2 separate regions of the Mus musculus genome follow, and region 1 is linked to region 2. A link is a contact called in public promoter capture Hi-C data. All regions are on one chromosome and are shown on one strand. Each heading gives the region's core, a stretch centred on a gene start, on an enhancer-like site or on the middle of the called end of the contact. The rest is flanking DNA. Distances are from core to core; before and after follow the strand shown. Region 1 holds the start of H2-T24 (histocompatibility 2, T region locus 24). Region 2 holds the start of Abcf1 (ATP-binding cassette, sub-family F (GCN20), member 1).

What was found. Capture Hi-C pulls out chosen DNA fragments and counts their contacts.
Region 1: a contact with region 2 is called in a promoter capture Hi-C map of adipose tissue. The contact joins the promoter of H2-T24 here to the promoter of Abcf1 in region 2. A contact is called at or near these places in 9 of 39 promoter capture datasets (3T3-L1-derived adipocytes, the C10 cell line, the HPC-7 cell line and 5 more), 3 of 484 Hi-C or Micro-C datasets (B cells, CD4 T cells and bone marrow-derived macrophages), 9 of 115 datasets of contacts at active chromatin or transcription factors (CD8 T cells, the HPC-7 cell line, the SCID.adh cell line and 5 more) and 3 of 9 other capture datasets (adipose tissue, liver and pancreatic islet).

Annotation. Positions count from the first base shown.
Region 1 is chr17:36,019,274-36,021,973 of GRCm38.p6, reverse strand. H2-T24 (histocompatibility 2, T region locus 24) reads left to right here and starts at 1,414. Exons shown (of 6, transcript NM_008207.3): 1 at 1,414-1,514. The coding sequence starts at 1,463. The region is part of intron 1 of A930015D03Rik (RIKEN cDNA A930015D03 gene); the gene reads right to left.
Region 2 is chr17:35,968,466-35,971,165 of GRCm38.p6, reverse strand. Abcf1 (ATP-binding cassette, sub-family F (GCN20), member 1) reads left to right here and starts at 1,416. Exons shown (of 23, transcript NM_013854.1): 1 at 1,416-1,520. The coding sequence starts at 1,448. It overlaps Gm32655 (a long non-coding RNA gene), which reads right to left and starts at 1,381. Exons shown (of 2, transcript XR_385568.4): 1 at 1,161-1,381.

The DNA of each region.
Region 1 (2,700 bases), core at 165-2,664, 51 kb before region 2:
TCCAGCCCCTAATTAAACCTTTTAATAATTTTTTTTTTCTTAGCACACAAAGTAATGGATTTAGCTGCAGCAGCACTCCAATGCACAATTATCATTCCACTTGGTTCTCTTTTACCCCATCTTTCCATCTTCACCCTCCCTGGTTGTATGTGGGACAGCTTACAGAATAAGGGCACTGAGCACTCTTGCCAGGCCATTGGCTAGGCTGGTAGCTAGCAAGCCCCAGTGATTCCCTCTTCAACACCCCCAGCACTCAAGTCACTGATGTGGCCAGAGGTAGCTGTTTACAGGGGTGCTTGAGATTTGAACTCAGGTCCTCATGTTTGCACAGGGCACAAATTGCTCTTCCAGAGAACCAGACTCAATTTCCTGAATCCATATCTGGTGGCTGACAATCATCTCTGACTCCAACTCCATGGTAGCCAATGCCACATCCTTGGATGCCCACCCAAATGTGGCACACATTCACGCACACACTGTGGTAGTTTGAATATGCTTGGCCCAGGAAGTGGAACTATTAGGTGGTGTAGCCTTGTTGAAGGAAGTGTGTCACTGTGAGGGTGGGCTTTGAGACCCTTCCCCTGGCTGCCTGGAAGACAGTATTCTGGTGCCCATCACAAGATATAGAGCTCTCAGCTCTATCTCCAGCACCATGCCTGCTTTCATGCTGCCATGCTTCCTGCCTTGATAATAATGGACTGAACCTATGAACCTGTAAGCCAGCCCCAGTTAAATGTTATCCTTTGTAAGAGTTGCCTTGGTGTCTCTTCACAGAAATGGAAACCCTAAGACTAAGACACACACACACACACACACACACACACACACACACACACCAGTTAAAAATAAGATGAATCTTTTTTTCTAAAAGAAAATAACAGAAACTACCTAATGAGAAGGAAACAGAAAGCAACAGGCACACTACACTAGAACAGTGGATGCCTTGTCTGGAAGGCTCTTGATGCTTTAGGTAATTACACTGAAATGACTGCAGTTCCACAAAGATACAAGTTAGCTAACTACCCAGCAGTAGAAAAGTGCTACAGTTTCGGTTTCGACTTCCCAGCTTCATCACTTCCCCACCCCCACCCCGCAGGAAAGCGCTGAAGTCTGACAGACTGACAGTGGGGCGGGGCGCTGAAGTCTAACACTGTTAACTGCCCCAAAGCCCAAAGTAAACAAGCTGAAACTCCTGGAAAAGAGTCAGAAATGTCATACAGAGGGCTCACTCCCCCTAGGGGCACTAGCCTGCAAGCCAGCAGACCCATATCCAGAAAAGAAAGCCTTCATCCTAGTGGGAAGCTCTGCAGGAACCCCTAAAGCTTGAAACTGAACCAGCCTTATCTGTTAACAGGCTTCACCCCACCCCCACCCCCACCCTATTGGTTTCCGCAGGCAGTCGCGACTTCTCTAAAGTCTAGTTTCTCAGGACAGTGGAAGCTTAAAGCTTGATCCTGACACCATGTGGGCTCTTATCTTCTGGCTTCTGAGTCACCCCCAGGACGGCGGAGCCCGTAAGTAGGGTTGTGTGCTGGGTAAATTTAAGACCGGAAAACCTCCAACCTCGAACCTTGGGCCATTTTGCAGAAGACTAGGTTTCAGTTAGTAGCTCTGTCTTCAAACTTGCTATGTAGACCAGGCTGGCCTTGAACTCAAAGGAGTTGGGACTAAAGGCATGCACCGCCAAACCAGCCCTTTCCTTACATTCTAATGTGGTTTTGAGTATTTGCTTGTATGTGTGCATAACATGCCAGAGGTCAGAAGAGGGCATGAAGCTCCCTCCAGCTGGTGCTCAGAACTATACCACAGTCTTCTGGAAGAACAGTAAGTGCTCTTAACAGCTGGGCTGCCTTCCCTACTTCTGCGAACTACATGTTTACTTATAAAGTATACACTGTGCACACTGTTGTGTAAATTTATCCATATGCATGTTTGTGTGTGCTCATGTGTAGCCTGCAACCCATAGTATAGCCCAGATGTGGAGGTCAGAGGACAACCTAATTTGGATCAGGTCTCCTTCCACCATATGGGTGGCAGCAGGTGCCTTTACTAGCTGAGCAGTCTGTCTCCCTGGCATCATCATTTGTTAAAGTCCTGGTTCTTTCTGCCAGCCCCATGCTCCTGGACATAAGATTCAGGCTCAAATTATATTTACAAATACCTTGGCCATATAGCTAGGCTCTACTCTGACTAGATTATAACTAAAAAATACCCATTTATTTTAAGCTGCATTTTGCCACGTGGCTGATTACTTGTGCTCAGGTACCACGTGTCCATGTGTCTGTCTCCTCACCTTTTTCCAGGCTCCTCTCTCTCCCGGACTCCTCCTCTCCCAGAATTCTTTCTCCTCCCAATGTCCCACCTCTATTTCCTGCTTAAGCTGTAGGCTTTTAAATTGACAGGTAAGGCATCCACAATACACAAGATGATCTCTCTACAGTCATTATCATTATCATCATCATTAATAATAATTATTGTATTATAGGATTCTATTTATGTGACCCTCAAATTCATGATCCTCCTGCCTCACACATACATGTATAATTATGTATTTCTGCTAGCTGGTTATAATGGTTGATTTCGTGTGTCAATTTGACTAGAACACAATATTCAGTTGAAATGGAGCTGGATATGGCATCTCACACCCATGATCCTGTAATCATTTGGAAGACTGAGTAGGAAGATTACTGAGTTCTAGGC
Region 2 (2,700 bases), core at 167-2,666:
GTATGTGTGACACTGCCTTAGGTTCCATTCTTGGACCATATAAATAAACCAGGCACATTAACACAGGTGTGTAATCTCAGAGCTCAGGAGGGAGACAAGAAAATGGGAAATTGAGTATCATTGGCTACTTAGAGGACTTGAGGCAAGACTGGACTACATAAGGAAAAGAAGAGCATGACTGAAGACAGGAGCTGCCCCAGGTGTGGAAACCCTCATCCAAACCCCCATGCCTGTCAGTCATTAGCGTTAAAGCCAGCCATCTCTTGATTGTGGTTTGAAAGGTATATGCTTCCTGGGAGGCAGAGGCAGGTAGATCTCTGAATTCATGGCCAGCCTGGTCTACACAATGATTTCCAAGACAGCCAGGGCTACCCAGAGAAACCCTGTCTCAAAAAAAAGGGGGGGGGGGCTTGTTTGTCAAAACTTACAACTGCTCATTGCTTGCCATTTTATGTGCAATTACAGTAGGTCAATTAGGACAAAATTATCACACACACACAAAACTCCAGGTTCCATTGCATAATAGTTATTGGGGTGGAGTTCCTTGGTTATATCTGTACACCTGGATATTTATTGACATGTCAACCAAGGGCGAGTAAGGTTACACTTTCCTAAGCCGACTGGCTGTGGTGTCTTTAAATACAGTTTACAGTACGTAGGATTAGAAAAAAATAGGATTAGAAGTAGTGAAGAATGACTGAAGAGGTGTACTGTTTTAAATAAAGTGGCCAGTCAGGCATAATAGTACAGACTTGTAATCCTGGCTCTCCCAGAGGCAGAAAAGCAGGCGGAATTCTAGGAGTTCCAGGCCAACCAAGACTACATTGTGAGTTTCAGAGCAGCCTAAGACTACACAGTGAGTCCCTGGTTAAACAACAAAAAGGATTCAGAACAGGGTGTGTCGACAAACCTCAGCACTCCTACCAGGCAGTGGTGGCGCACACCTTATTAATCCCAGCACTTAGGAGGCAGGGGCAGGCGGATTTCTGAGTTAGAGGCCAGCCAGTGTTACACAGAGAACCTTGTCTGCAAAACAAAACAAAACTCAGCACTCCGGAGCCAAAGGCAAACGCCTCTCTGGGTTGGAGGTCAACCTCAGCTACACAGCGAGTTCCAGACACCAGCTAGGATGACACAATCAGATGTCTACTTCTGCCTACCTGGAAATTACCATGTCCTTCTTTGAGTGTCACCGCGTCGCAGCATCAGCTGCTTAGGCGTTGGGACGGTCATGACGCGCTGCCCACTCCAGTCAAGTAGGTGACGTCTCTGGCCACACCCCCAAAGCCGCAATGCCGCCACGCCCCTTTGCCCCACGTGTCTGCGCAGCAGACCCTCCGCGGGTCGGGGCGGAGCCTACATGGAGAGCCCGCCCACTGGCCGGCCCACATCGCCGGAAGCGGAAACGGCGCCGGGCGCCGCTGGAGGACTCTTAACTGCCGCCGCGATGCCGAAGGGTCCCAAGCAACAGCCGCCCGAGCCCGAGTGGATCGGGGACGGCGAGGGCACGAGCCCCGCGGGTGAGTGGGGAAGGAGGCAGGAGTGGCGGGGACGGCGGCGGCCTCCATGGAGCGTGGGTCCTGCGCATGTGCGCCGGGGCAGAGGCCGCGTGCCCCGGGCCGTCCTAGAGCCCAGAGAGGCGGACGGGAGACGGGAAGACCATATGTCACCGAGGGAGGGACGGCAGGACAGGAACTAGAATTGTTGACTTCTTTCCTACCGCGGTGAGGGAGCGTGCCTTGAATCGTGTGGTGCGCTCCCAACTGCACTTGCCTCCCTCCCAGAGAACAACAGCTCCTTCGTGGACTCCAAAGGCTCGGTCCCGCTGGACTGCACTAGGTGCTGTCTTTATGTCAAGGGCTAGGATCAAGGTTTACTTTAATACTCATGCGATGTGCTTTGTGCGTGGTATAAAGGTCTCTTTTTTTTAAGACGTTCTCTCAGCCAAGCCTTGGGGGAACACGCCTTTGATCCCAGCATCAGGAAGCCGAGGAAGGCGGATCTAAGTGAGTTCGAGGCCAGCCTGGTCTACAAGGCGAGTTCCCTGACAGCGAGGCCTACACAGAGAAGCCCTGCCTCGAAGAAAACAAGATCACTCTACATAGCCCTAGCTGTCCCAGAACTCACTCAGTAGACCATGCTACCCTCCAAGGCACAGAAATCTGCTTGCTTCTGCTTCCCAGGTGCTGGGATTAAAGGTGTGTGCCAGGATAGATTTAGGAACACTAGGCTCTGGCAGTGACTTTTGTAAGAAGTGTCAAAGAAATAGTAAGGAAGTGAAGACTGAAGAGTTGCTGTCAATCAAGTGCCTGGTGCAGAACTAAAGACTGGGCAGATAAAAGGGTACAGAAGGATGTCACTCTATTAATCAAAGTGCAGTTTAAGGAGTGGGTAGTGAGCTGGGCAGTGGTGGTGCACGCACGCCTTTAATCCAAGCACTTGGAAGGCAGAGGCAGGCAGATTTCTGAGTTCCAGGACAGCCAGGGCTACACAGAGACACCCTATCTCGAAAAAGAAAACAAAACAAAATAAGAGAGTGGGTAGTGGACCATTAGTAGGTAGTAGTGCTTGAGAAATACCTTTAATTAAAAGGTGTTTTGTTCTTTGAGGTGGGATTTCACTATGCAGCCTGACTAGTCTGGGACTCACTATGTAGATCAGGCTGGCCTGGAACTCATAAAGATCCATGTGAGTCTGCCA